Regions from separate parts of the Mus musculus genome. Here region 1 is linked to region 2. The links are chromatin contacts, called in public HiChIP or PLAC-seq maps. All regions are on one chromosome and are shown on one strand. Each heading gives the region's core, a stretch centred on a gene start, on an enhancer-like site or on the middle of the called end of the contact. The rest is flanking DNA. Distances are from core to core; before and after follow the strand shown. Region 1 has its middle 26 kb from the start of Man1c1. Region 2 overlaps Man1c1 (mannosidase, alpha, class 1C, member 1).

Region 1 (6,622 bases), core at 2,181-4,680, 130 kb before region 2:
GCGCATGCATGTGCATGCCATGCGAGTGTGGGTACCTGCAAAGTCTGGAAGAGGGCATCAGATCCGCTGGGGTGGGAGTTCCTTGAATCCCGTGACATGGATGCTGGGAACTGAACCAGGGTCCTCTGGAAGAGAAGCAAACACTTAGCCAGGGAGCCACTGCTCTGCAGCTCCATGCCAGTCTCTTCAGAGGCTGAGCTCACAAGCCTGGCTAGGAAAATGAGCTTCAGTTTCACGCTCACTGACGTTTCCGCCCGCTCTGCTGGTCTTTAAGCTGCAGCTGCACTTTTTTGGATTAAGTTATTGGGTTCCATTGTCTACCACTCCTCTGCACCCAAATCCCTTCGAACCCCCAACACTCGGTAGGAGAGAAAGAGGGTGACAGGGGAAAGGGACACAGGTCTTTTTAGATTACTTCCTGATGACTAGGGATATCGAATTCTTTGGGGCAAATCGAGTCTTCTTCATCAGACTATCCAGCAACCCAACAATAACAAAAGTGGTAGGGATCACAACAGCAGAGACCAGCAGCTGTCCCAGGCTCTCGACTTTATACCCTCTTAAGAGTCCCCAGAATGCCAAATGCAAATTATCTGCAGCTGGCAAAAATCACGTCCCTTCTAGAACATGAGATAAATCATTGCGGCTGTGGACAATCTGAAGCAGCCCCATGCCCCAACCCCTGGACCAGAACAAAACATAATCACATAGCATAACTGGGTTTTTATAAGGAAACCAAAATCCTCACTACATTAAGGAGACACACATTTCTAGCCTATACCGTCTCTGTTCCTTTAACAGCTTACTTTAGTCTTCTTGCAAGGCAGGTTTACCGGCAGTAAATTCCACTATTTTTATCTTTTGCAGAAATCCTTATTTCTTCACTTTGTGCATATGCCTGTGTGATGTGTGTGCATGGTGCACACATTTGTGTGTGTGAGTGTGGCTGCACACCTGACGTGATGTGAGAGTGGAGGTCAGAGGTCAGTCTTCCTCCTACCTTGTTTGAAACTGGGATTCTTTTTGTCCTTTAGCACTGTGTAGCCCAGGCTAGCTGGTCTGCAAACTCTGGGGCTTTCTCCTCTCACCATAGGGGTGCCAGGGTCCCAGAGGTGCACTTCTGTGCATGGCATTACATCGGTTCTGAGGATTCAGACTTGGGACTTCAGTTTACCCATCATGCATCTCTCTCTTCAGCCCATCTTTCATATTTAAGGGCAAGTTCATGAGGTGCAGACTTCTTGGTTGGTGGGGCCTTTTCTTTGATCACATTAAAAATTCACACAAATGTGAATGCTTGAGACAACCTTGAGACAGGGTTTCTCTGTGTAGCCCTGGCTGTCCTGAAACTCACTCTGTAGTCCAGGCTGGCTTCCAACTCAGAGATCTACCTGCCTCTCCAGTGCTGGGATTAAAGGTGTGCCCCTCCCGCACTGCCCCCCCCCCCAGTAGTTTGCACAGGTTTTCTTTGGCCACTTCAGGGATGGTTTCCTTCATCTTTGGTTTGCTGTAGTTTGAAATCAATGTGACAGAGGTTGTCTGCTGTTTGGCTTGGCATTCCTTCATCTTTTCTCCAGGTTTGGCCTCTCACATTACTGTGGGAGAAAGTCACAATGATGACATCAAGTATTGTTTCTGGTCCGTTCTCTTGATCTTTGTCTCCTGGTATCCCCTTCACATGTGTGATACCTACTGCATTCACCCCACCACAGACACTAGAAACTCCCATAGCATCCTCCGTCTGTGTCACTCACTTCAGCAGCTAAACACTATCCTGCTTTCTGTGTGCTCCTCTGCCCTGGGCCTGTGATGGAAATGCAACCATATTCTCTGTGGTAACTCTCCCACTTAATGTAATGCCTCCCAGGATCAGTGTGGATGTCTCCCCCCTTCATCCTCCTCTCTCTGGTTTAGCCAGGACCCCTGCTGTGGCAAGGGTCAGCATGACAGCTCATTGCAGAACATGTGTGGAGTCTCTGGTATCCTGGCCCCCACAGTTTACCTATGTTACTCCTTAGCTGCTTCCCCCTCCCCACTCCTACCTGCAGCTACCAGCCTGTGGCTCCTGCTGTTAAGACCCCATGCTTCCCGGGCGGGCGCTGGGAGTCCTCTTAGGTGGGTGTTGGGAGGCTGTATGAGCTCAGCACCTTTCTGTGACCCCTGCTGAGCCTCAGCACATGGTAGGCCCCAGGCTGGCTGTTGTCCTTTGACCACAATGGTTCTCTATTCTCTTCTTACACTTCTCTTTTCTGAGGCTGCCCAAGGGAGGGGACAGCCTCCCATACCAGACAGTATCCCCGGAAAATGTATTTGCTTTTTCTATAAAAATCTATTTTTAGATATATTTACTTTATTTCATGTGTATGACTATTTTTGCTTGCCTATACGTCTCTTCATCATGTGTGTGCCTGGAAACTGGAGTAACGGATGGTTGTGAGCTGCCCTTTTGGTGCTGGGAATCAAACCTGGATCCTCTGCAAGAAGTGCTCTTCAGCCGGGCATGGTGGCATACACCTTTAATCCCAGCACTTGGGAGGCAGAGGCAGGTGGACTTTTGAGTTCGAGGCCAGCCTGGTCTACAGAGTGAGTTCCAGGACAGCCAGGGCTACACAGAGAAACCCTGTCTCGGAAAAAAAAAAGAAGTGCTCTTCACTGCTGCATGGTCTTTCGGAGACCCACATTTTGTTTTCTTGATACCTTTACCTCTGGGATTGGCTGGTGGGAAAATCTAGTGAGAATCTTGATTTTTTTGAAAAACACAGACATATGGGAATATGTCTTCATTTTGATCACAGATACGGGATATGGGGCTGCTTCAGACTGTCCACAGCAGCTGACTAGGAGTTAGCCTTGTGCTCTAAGAGGGGTGTGGTTTTGCTAGCCACAGACAATTTTGGAGATTGTGTGACCTTTGGAATTCTGGGGACACTTCAGAGGGTCTATAAATGCTAGGGCCCTGAGAGGCAGGGTGGGCTGTTGGCTGGTTGCTATTAGTTAAGTAGTTGTGTGCAAAGGAACTAGAAGAAGAAATTAGATATTCTGCTGGGTGAAAATCAAACTGGCCTAAAGGAACTTGATGCTCCTAATCAGCAGGAAGTAGTTTAAAGATAACGTCACCCCCTTTCCCCTCTATCCTTTTTATCCTCTCCTGTCTCCTGTTAGTGTGTTGAAAGGGTGGAAGAGAAGGGGTAGAGACAGGTGGAAAGTGGTTCTGGGTCTCACTTCTCACCCTGGGCTGTCCAGGTGCCTGCTGCACATGGGGTGGGAAAGGATAGAGGAAGGCGGAACCGGTGGATCAGCAGGACCTCAGGATGTCGATCCAGCTTCGAGGTCCCTTAGAAGGCATTCAGTGAAACACTGTGTGCGTAATAGCTCCAGGGCGCTTAGAGACCTCGGGAAGTGAGAAGGGGTGTGTCAGCTGAAAGAACTTTGGCTGAGGCTTGCAGAGCTGGGAACACCTCATTTGCATGGGAATGCCTCATTTGCATGGAGAGGCATTCCAAAGGCCTGCAGGGCAGGAGAATGGGAGTTGAACCAAAGACCAAGTAACGTTCCTCAGATAGAGGATGTGGGGGTCAGGCTCCCTAGATAAGGTCAGGCAGAGAAGAGGAAGCCCTGCTGAAAACGGCAGTCCTCCTTTTTGTGCAGAGCTCGGGGAGCTGTCCAGTCATGGTATACAACGACCTTTACAGCAACAAGGTTTCTCAACAATGGAAGAAAGAAGAACCAACAGAGTAGTCAGTCTGGCTACAGAAAATCTTCAGTTTCACATCTCTGAGGAATCCCTGTCCCCAGTCTTTTGAAAATGGAGAGGGAGGGTGGTCAGTTGCTCTCTCAGTGAGCTCTAGAAGGAGCGTCCTGCTGCCCCAGTCTGATGGCTTAGCAATGTTCTTGTGCGGGGCATGAAACCCAGGGCTTTGCATGTATTCAACTACTGAGCCACACCCCATCCGCATAAATACTCCGCTATGCCTCTGATCCTCATTATCCATTCAAGAAGCAAAGGGACACCCCTTCTCCTGCCCATCCCATAATCCCAACCAGTAGTCCCAACATTACTTCAGAATTAATATGAATGATTGGCTTCTGCAGGGCAAACCAGGAGGAGAAGGAGTGTGTGTGTGTGTGTGTGTGTGTGTGTGATGGCAGCCCCACTAGCGCTTGCAGACCACTTCGCCTCTGCTTCCCCTTATCTCACAGATACAAGAGGAAATGATGCCAGAGGTCGTCTCCCCCATAGATGGAGGTTTGCATCTTGCTCAGAGAGGTGAGGTGATTTGCCTGAGATCACACAGCAGGTGTGCATGGAAACCAGGATTTGATCCTGTGTCACGGATCAAATTTTTACTAGCGCAGGTTGGCTTGGTCTTTGGACCTATTCAGCTCCCCTGGGCCCCAGGATCCCAGTGGGCCCAAAATGGGATCTTTATCCCGCTCCACCTCATGATTTCTTCTTTTCACCAGCCTCCAGCATGGGGTGTGGAGAAGTGATTTTTGGAAACAAAGGTCTGACTGGCAAGAGAACTGTGGGCTTTGAGCCTGGTCTTCATCCCCATCTCACTGTTTTTCTGCTTTGGGGCTCTGGGTCCGACTCTGCCTGACAGTTTCCTCATCTGTCTGCTGTACTGGTGAGTTTTCTGCCAACCTGACACAAGTTAGAGTCATCTGAGAGGAAGGAACCTTGTTTGGGAAAGTGCTCTCATAGATCAGGCTGTAGACAAGCCTGCTGGGCATTTTCTTAATGACTGATTGACAGGGGAGGGGCCCAGCCCATGGTGGGTGAAGCCGTTCTTGGGCTGATGGTCCTGGGTTCTATAAGGAAGCAGGCTGAGCAATCCAGGGAAACAAGCCAGTAAGTAGCACCCGTCCTTGGCTTCTGCAATAGCTTGTGCCTCCAGGTTCCTGCCCTGCTTGAGCTCCTGTTCTCACTTCTATGACATCGACCAGTGATGTGGAAGTGTGAGCTGCGTAGGCCCTTTCCCCCTCAGATTGCTTTCGGTCATGATGTTTCTGTCAAGAAGGAAATTAACCCTTCTTATTTATTCCCATTTTGTAGATGGCTTGGAGACAAGATGTGAGGCAGTGACACCTAGACTCCTTACCTCCAGCCACAGCTCTTTCCTCTATACCTGGCCACTGTCTTTTCAGGGCTCTGGGTAGTGTCATTCCCAGGGAACAATCGTTAGGTGGCATGGACAGTTTGCAGAGACCTGGACTTCTGAAGACTGGTCCTGCCTGACCCATCACTCTGACCTGGGCAGGCGTTCCCTGCAGCTGTGCTGGAGTCTTCCCAGGGGCCTCGTGCCTAGATCCCTGCTTCCCATGTGTGGGGTGTACAGTATATTTGTGTGTGTGTATGAGAGAGAGTGTGTATGTATGTGTGTGTGTGATGGTATGTGTTTGTAGTGTATGTACTCATGTGTATATGTGTGAGTGTGTGTATGTGGGCATGTGTATGGCTATATTTGTATGTGTGTGTTTATGTGTGTGTGCATGTGTGCATGTGTGCATTTGTGTACATCTGTGTACATACGTGTATATACATGCATGGGCATGTATGTGCTTGTGTATATGTGTCTGCATATGAGTATGTGTATATATGTGAATGCATGTGTGTGTCTATATGCATTCATGTGTGTGTGTGTGTGCATGTGTGTGTGTTTATATGTGTATGTATTTTCACAGTGCACAGTAATCCAGGTGAGGGAATTACTAGTGTGTCTGTGGTTCAGCACCAGGGCAGGGGTGGAGAACCTGTCAGGGTATATGCTGGACTTCTGCCTCACTCTATGCTGGACACAGCTCACACTCCAGGCCTGAGCATCTGGGAGCCTCAACAGGAAAAGCAGAACCCACACTCCTCAACTAGATACAGAGTCAGATCTCTGTCTCTGTGCTCACGCTGAACTGATCCCTGCCTGGTTCCAGGCTGAGACCCCAATCTGGCCTGCACTGGCCCTTGTCCTCAGCTCCAACTGTGACCCAGCTCATAGTCCTAGGCTGAGGTCTGACCCCATCTTTAGGCTGAGCCCTTTACTATATACTCTGTGATCTAAACCTGACCCCCAACTGAAGCTTGGCTGATTGAAAATTCTCATGAGTCACCTTTACCCTCAGTTTGACCTCTGACCTAGTCTGACGCTGACTAATTTCCAGACAAAAAAGCAACACTTAACTTTAAACCTGACCCAGCAGAAGCCCCAGGTCCTTCCAAATGTGTGCTGGTGCTGGCCAGGGTAGGGGCAGGCCTCGAGGCAGAGCTGTAGAAGCTGTGCGCACACATGGAGTGGAGGGAAGAGGGTGGTGTATATAGTTCAGGGAGATGAAGCAAGACTCCCAGGAGGACTCCAGACTCTGAGGTCTCTGCAGTGGTCAAACAGGCTCCATCAGGTATTAGTAACATGTTGGGATGAGCTAGACAGCTTCACTGACCTTCTGTGTCCCCCACCAGCAGCCTGCAGCTTGCTACAGAATTCTTTGGAGAGAGGGTCTTAATATGTAACTTTCCATGCCTGGCCTGGAACTCACTGTGTAGCCCAGGCTAGCCTTGAGCTATCGGGTCTTTCTTAATCAGCTTCAAGTCCAAGCCATCACACTGGACTTGATCTACCAATATCTCTTT
Region 2 (6,864 bases), core at 3,521-6,020:
TTGGGGGCCTCGAGGAGACATGACAAGGTTTGATAACACACTCTGCATGACATGTCTGAAAATCAGGCAAGCATCTTCCTGGCAGGGAGGGTGAGTTCCTGCTAATGAGCTGTGAGAGGCTGGGAAGAAGTTATCAAGGAAGAACTGGGCCCTCTCCTTCCTCGGGGAGCCTGTGGTGGAAGCCTGCCAGCCTCCCTGTCTCAGCCCCGGCAGGGAGCCTTAGCTATCAGAACAGTCCTGCTAGAACTGGGACTAATGCCTGAGAGTGCATCTCTGTCTGGGTCAGGACCAGCTGTGAACCTGGGCTCCTCTGTTCTTTTGCCTGGAGTTACCCCAGCCTTGATGAACCCCTGGCTTTCAGGGAACACCCCCAGACCTGTCCGGCAGCCTCAGGCAAACAGAGACCCCAGGCTAGAAATCTCAGAGACTAGAACCTCCCCCACGAGGTACCTCTCTGTACACGAGGTCCTGTAGAGTCCCCACAGAAGTCTACAAGGGAAAAATCTGAGCGGTTGGAGCAAGTGTCCAGCGCCAAGCCATCATTGGGTATATGTGTCTGAAATCAGGCTAGCTGCTATAACAGGGGAACCCAGAACTCTAGGACATCTGTCTATTATCTGTCAGTCATATAAAGGCAAGCTGATGCTGGAGGGGGTGTCTTTACTACAGCTCACAGGCTCTTCAGGACTCGGGGAGTTAGAGGCACTCTGGTGATCCCCACAGGCACCCCAGCTTTAGAGGATTTTATGGGCCAGACTCGTGGTGGCATAGGGAACTCATACCCATATTATTTTGACTAGAACTGAGCCCCAGGTCCTACTGAGCTGCAGAGAGACTGAGCCATGGTTTCTGTCCTTGACACAGCACCTTACCTCTGTTCTACCCCCAAGGAGGAGGGCACTCTCCTCCAGCAGCATCTAGGGACCAGGGTAAAGATGCTTAGCGCCAGCGAGTAGCACAGTGTACGCTTGAGAGCTGGGAAGGAACATGCCATGTGGCTCTGGACTCTGCAACAAACCTGAAGTCATATTGCCTCTGCCTACTCTGCACCCCTTCCCAGTGCCCCCAAGTCTCTCCTAGGAGCCACCACCGTCAGCAGCTCCACCCTGCAGACATGCTTCCACATTCCAACCTTGTCTGTCCCTCAGAGTCTGAGACCCTCAGCCTGCACGCATGTCCAGGGACCTCCAGCCCCTTCCCATACACTCCCTCTAAGTGGTCACCCCAGGGCCTTTGCACGTGCTGGACTCTGCCTGGGAAGATGACCTTCCTCCTACTTGCCATTCTGCAGATGTCTGCTCTTTTTCTCCATCCAAGGTCACCTCAGGCTTCCTGTCTCAGCAGGCTACTCAGCTGGGCATTGGTGGGGCTGTCTGAGTACCAGGTGCTCTGATAGCTGCTGTGCGGGAGCCCACTTCACAGATGTAGAACTAGAGGCCCTGAGGGATGTGTGCGGGAAGCCATTTAAGGTCGGCTGAGCCCTGACTGTGGAGTAAGTGTCCACCTGGTCCTGCCACAATGCATTCCCAGGGTTCCTTTCATGTACCTGAGAAAGCAGCCATGGGGAGGCTCAGGCCATCACTCACTGTCTCTGCCATCTCAGTCCGGATGGTGATATCTCTCAAATCCTTTATCCCCTGAGACCCAGACAGACCCAGAAGCCCCACAGATTGCATCTGTCGTAATCCTCTCCCTGCTTGCTGATGGTTTTTGCAAGTTATCCCAGAGCATCTGGAGCTGATCTAGGAGGGCAGTGCCCAGCCTCTCCAGACTTGATTTTTGTCCCGTGGTGTCTTAATGATTTGAACTAAGCCTTTCATTGACTGGCAGAAACAGATTACATCTGTGCCTCCGAATCAGATCTGTGTCATTTCCTCCAGCATCCCCACGCTGGTACAGAGCGTGACAAATACTCCGGGCTTTGACTATTGAGAACTGCCCTGGCCGGGGTACCCTAGATACCCTGCCTCTCAATCTATGTGCACTGTGATGCAGTGAGTTGCCCAGGCTCCCATCCTTTTGTCCTCAGAAAGCCATTCGGACACCAGCATGAGCTCAGGTTAGCTGTGGGTGATACCTATATGCCACCTAAGATGACCGTTTGCTTCAGTAATGAGCCAGAGTCCCGTTTCATAGCGTGAATCGGGTGACCAGGGATGTTTAGTGACCTGGCCGCCCCCTCCTCATCATGCATGGGTCAGCATCCCAGGCCTGTCCCTTAGCAAGAGTCAGTCTGGATGCATGGGTCAGCATCCCAGGCCTGTCCCTTAGCAAGAGTCTAGTGGTGGGTGCTGCGTGTGCTCAAGAGTCTCTGTAGTAAGGAAGTTGTTGGACCTGGTGGCCTACATTGGGAGTCAGAGGCAAGTCTATCTCTGGGTTCGAGGCCAGCCTGGGGTACATAGTGACACTGTCTCAGAGTCAGGGAAACAGAGAGGGAGAAGGGGAGAGTGCAATTGGCTTCTGTCAGAATCTTGAATGAATGCTCTGGGAACCAAGAAAGACAAACCCCAGGGCTGTTGGCTGGGTGTCCCCACCCTCATCTCTCGATGCTGACCATGCTTGCTCCTCAGTCCTCTCAGCTGGTTCACTCATGACTCAGACCCTGCTGCACAGCCAGCATCCTCTTGGGTCTTTGATGGTTCTGGAGATAATAACAGGGCAAGACCTCTGCCTTCCTGGATCCCATGTGTCAGGGAAGTTTGGCCTCCTAGGAGCGCATCTGGAGCAGATAATGGGACCCAGAACGGTGTGGGGGCGGGGCGGGGGTGGGGATGGGCATCAGACCTGAAGGCAGCTACATGGTATTCATGCAGGAAAAAAAAACAAACAAAACATGCCGGCTGGCCCTGTACTGGGATGAGAGTCCCCAGGCCTCCAGGGAGAGATAAGTTCCTCACACACAGACAATGCCTGACAAGGAATGGCACTGAGGCCCCAGGTAGGACTTAACACCAGGCTGCAGAGAAGCATCCTTGACCGCCTGCACTAGGGACCTCTGCACAGTGGTGATGCGGAGGTCCTCTGGGGCAAACCCTGGCTCCCAACCCCTACTCTAAGACTTTTAGCTGACTCTAAGCCACTGTCTCTCATCTGTAACCACAGTCTCTTTGCCAAGTTGTCAGAAAGCGTGTGTGTGTGCTGTCAAGGCTCAGGGGTACCCCTTAGGGGTAGAGTATTTGCCAGTGTGTGTGAGGGCCTGGGTTCTGTCCCCAGCACCACAGCCAGGAATGGCAGTGCAGCCCAGATGCTGTAGCCCGAGTTCTGTGGGCTCTCTAGCCCCCAGGGCAGCTTAACAGGTAGAGGTACCATTGTTCCTTTTATACAGATAGTGAAACTGAGGCAGCACATGAACACTAGAGTCAAGTTTCCTTGGTGTCTCCAGAGTTCTACCCATTCTCTGTTGCTGGAAGGACTGCCCCCAGGGACTCAGCTCTGTACCAGTCTCTCCACCTCCCTGGCTACTTCTGCCATCTCCGTGTGTATCTTGGGGGTAAATGGGGCCCCTCTGATTGCAGTCTAATGAGTATTCATCTGGTTATCAGATCCACACATCTGTGCTGCTTGGCTCTGGCCCATGGAGTAAGAGGGAATGCATAGTAATCAATACATAGCCCTGTGTGGCCATAGTGTATGCCAGACAGGGTCTGTAACTGCACTGGGATGAGGAGACCCTCCCGTTACAGGCAGATTGAGGCTCTCCTAGCAGGATAGAGATACAGCTTGCTAACTATGCCGATCTGCAGGAGGGTGAGAGGCCTTAAAGCTTAAGTTATTCCTGCCAACACACACATGCACACACACACACACACACACACACACGCACACGCACACGCACACACTTACACAACCCTGAGTGACTATTGGGCACACCCCAGACTCATATCATAGCTCTGCTGAAGGTCTCTTCTGGGTCCACTCCAGACCACTCTTTATACAGCAGTCCATCACATCTGGTCCTAAGCTAGCTAGATCCCCTTCCCATAGCCCCCATGGCCCTGTGCAGCCTGGGTGTGACCCCCTCTCCAGCTGCTGCTTTCCCTCTTTCTCCATGCCTTCTACTTGCACGGAGAACTTGAACCATCACAAACTTGCTAGGATTTCCCATCCTCCGGTGTATGCAGAGCGTGCTTGCTTCCTGCCACACCTTGCCCTCTCCCCTCCGTACTCCTTAAGCTCTTATCAAATGGACACAGCACTTCCTAACCAAAGCGCACCACCCTCCAACGCAGCCCCATTCAGCTACCCTCCTCCCCTGTGCTGTAGACCTCTGCCCCTGCCCTCTGGCTGCCCGTAATCCTATACATGAGGTCTCAGAAGACACTGTTAGTAGAAAGGGGTGTTGGTTGAAGAGGGAACTCTGCAGATTTTAGGAGGTTGCCACCTGTGCTGGGGTGGAACTTCTATATGACACAGCTATTTTAGGGCCACCACTCTAGTAAGAAAGCCCCATTCGCCTCTGATTCACCAAGCCATAGTGAGTGTGTTTCTTCGGTGTGTCACCGGGACCCTGCCTGGGCTCAGGGAGTGTGTGTTCACATTCACCCAGGAGTCACCCAACACTCGTACAGGAGCTTAGGCATGGGTCGTGGCACCTTTCTTCCCATGGAACTCCTGTGCCAGGCCCCAGCACCCTGAGAGCAGAGTGGGGCTGAATGGATGGATGAATCTTGAATAAGTGACTTAATCCGACAAGCCTTGATCCTCATCTGTGAGATTGAGACAATTTGAGAGCTGTCACGAGGCTTCAGAGAGCAGTGTGTGGCACTGCAGTGCCTGGCAGGAAGTGAGCACGGGAGAGGGGGGTTGGGGGGGAGGCAGTTCTGATGAGGTCTTGCTGGTCATGGGTGTTTATCAGGTTTCACACTCCACCGGCATTCATTTCCTGGGGTGTCAAAACGGAGCCAGGATCTGGGAGCATCATGCAACTGGCGTCTCCTACTGTCATCCCATAGCAGAAGAGCAACAGAGAGGGAGGGGGCCAGATTCATCCACTGACCAGGACCCATGGCTGAGATAACTAACTAACCAACTCCTGTGATAACTGCATTCTTGAACAGAGGCTAGATACACTGTAAACAGAGACTGCAGGACCTCCTTATCTCCTAGGTCCCACCTGCAACACTGTTGCATTGGACTTTATATTCCTAGGATGTGGGCGGCACCTGGAACCTTAGCAAAAGGCATGCCAGGCACAGAGACCTGTGCAAATGGATGCCCTGAGCAAACCCAGGGTTCTGCTGGCAATATGTGGTTGGGACAGAGCATCCCTTGCAGAGTGGGTAACAGAGGTATCCTGCGGAGGCTACAAGGCCTGGACTGCATCTTTGCTCAATGCATCAGGAGTTAGAACAGAAGGAACGGGGCCTTTAAATAGGCCAATGGCGTGGGCAGAGCAGACTAAGCAAGTGTTGTGTTTCTCAGCTTCTAGCGAGTTCTGGATTCCGGGAATAGTTCCTAATAACGGTTTTCCTCCCAGAATCTCCAAGAAGCTTTTGCCTGGAAACAGCCTCTGAGAGCAATTCGAGTGACCCAGGAAATAGCATCATAAACATTCCAAGAAAGAAAGAAAAAAAAAAGAAACCCAGACCACGTAGGAATAGAAAGGCTACTGTGTGGGTGGTATGCGCTGGAATCCCAGCACTCAGGAAGCCAAGGCAGGAGGACCAGTTGCTTGAGGCTAGCCTGGGCTACTTAGGGAAGGAAACAGAAGCTTTCTGTGCAACTGAAAGGCTTCCTCCTACAAAACAGTGGTTTTTTTTTTTTTTTTTTTTTGACAGTGTGCCATATGCTTTGTGGTGTGGGCGGGGGTAGGGATGGGGCAGGTACCACTTTAGTGGATCTTCCTAGAAACTCATGTGACAGAACTTCCCAGGAGCCTTTGTTGCTCCTGAATTCAATGGTTATTTGATGAGACCGTCAGATCAGACAGGTCAGGAATTCTCAGAAGGCACAGCATGGATGGCTCTTCTTTGCACCTTGTGCGCAGGCGCTCAGCTGCGTAGGTTGGAGGCGGAGGCTTTTCATTCATGTGTCTGGAATCCATGCCAGTTGTTGGCCAGACCTCTGGTGGGACTGTCAGTCGGGATAAATGTACATGGAGTCCTAGTGGCTGTCTTGGGCTCCCCGACAATATGGCATCTGTCCCTCACAGAGGCAGGAGAGCTGCCAATTTCTTAAGGCTGGCCTAGAAACCAACATATCCTCACATTCTTTATTCTGTGGGTCCGAGTCATTACCTGTCCTGCCCAGGTGTTGGGGTAAAGCCAAGCAAGGAGCGTCCACACCCCAGGAAGCCTCACTGTCACGGGCAAGCACTGCCTTTGGTCCCCATCTGTAAAAATTCCAGTCTGCCACACACAGCCACCCTGCTCTCTGTGGCAGCCGAGAAAAGATGTCCGTGTTGTTTCACTGCAGATCAAGAGAAGTCTCTGCGGATTGTATCATTAAATTAAACACAGCCATTAGTGCGTGGCTCCGGGGAGACGCAGTAATAGGCGAGGCCTTGGGTCATTTTTTTTCCTTCTAAATGTTCTTCCGGGAGCTGGAGTTGCCCAGCCTGACCCATTTCTCTCTGTTAATATAACATCACATAAAAGACATCATTATTATACGGCAGAGCTGGTGGGGACACAGACCAGGCAAGTAGCTCTGTGAAGGTGGCCCTGGCCCTGAGAGGAGGTGCTGGGGCCAGAAGTTCTCACTCCTCTCAACAGGCAGCTCTGTGTGAGGTGCGGTGAGGCCCGTGGAGGCCAGAGGATGAATGGTCTTGAGTGTTGATCCTCTTTGGTGTTGTCCAGCTTGGGTTTTGAGACCTAGTCTGTCCTTGGCCTGGGGTTCATTGATTAGGTTAGACTGACTCTGCAC

What was found. HiChIP or PLAC-seq counts read pairs in DNA pulled down with a chosen protein or histone mark.
Region 1: a contact with region 2 is called in an H3K27ac HiChIP or PLAC-seq map of microglia, with 4 times the contacts expected there. The contact joins two enhancer-like sites. A contact is called at or near these places in 1 of 484 Hi-C or Micro-C datasets (bone marrow-derived macrophages), 1 of 115 datasets of contacts at active chromatin or transcription factors (microglia) and 2 of 9 other capture datasets (embryonic tail and liver).

Annotation. Positions count from the first base shown.
Region 1 is chr4:134,727,204-134,733,825 of GRCm38.p6, reverse strand. No RefSeq gene overlaps it. Among named protein-coding and RNA genes, the nearest start is that of Man1c1, 26 kb to the right of the region's middle. Within about 2 kb of position 3,430, at least 52 of the 459 cell types and tissues checked have an H3K27ac peak or open chromatin away from gene starts, as enhancers often do. A contact at or near this core is called in microglia, where this site is marked.
Region 2 is chr4:134,599,492-134,606,355 of GRCm38.p6, reverse strand. The region is part of intron 2 of Man1c1 (mannosidase, alpha, class 1C, member 1); the gene reads left to right. Among named protein-coding and RNA genes, the nearest start is that of Gm42326, 11 kb to the right of the region's middle. Within about 2 kb of position 4,770, at least 71 of the 459 cell types and tissues checked have an H3K27ac peak or open chromatin away from gene starts, as enhancers often do. A contact at or near this core is called in microglia, where this site is marked.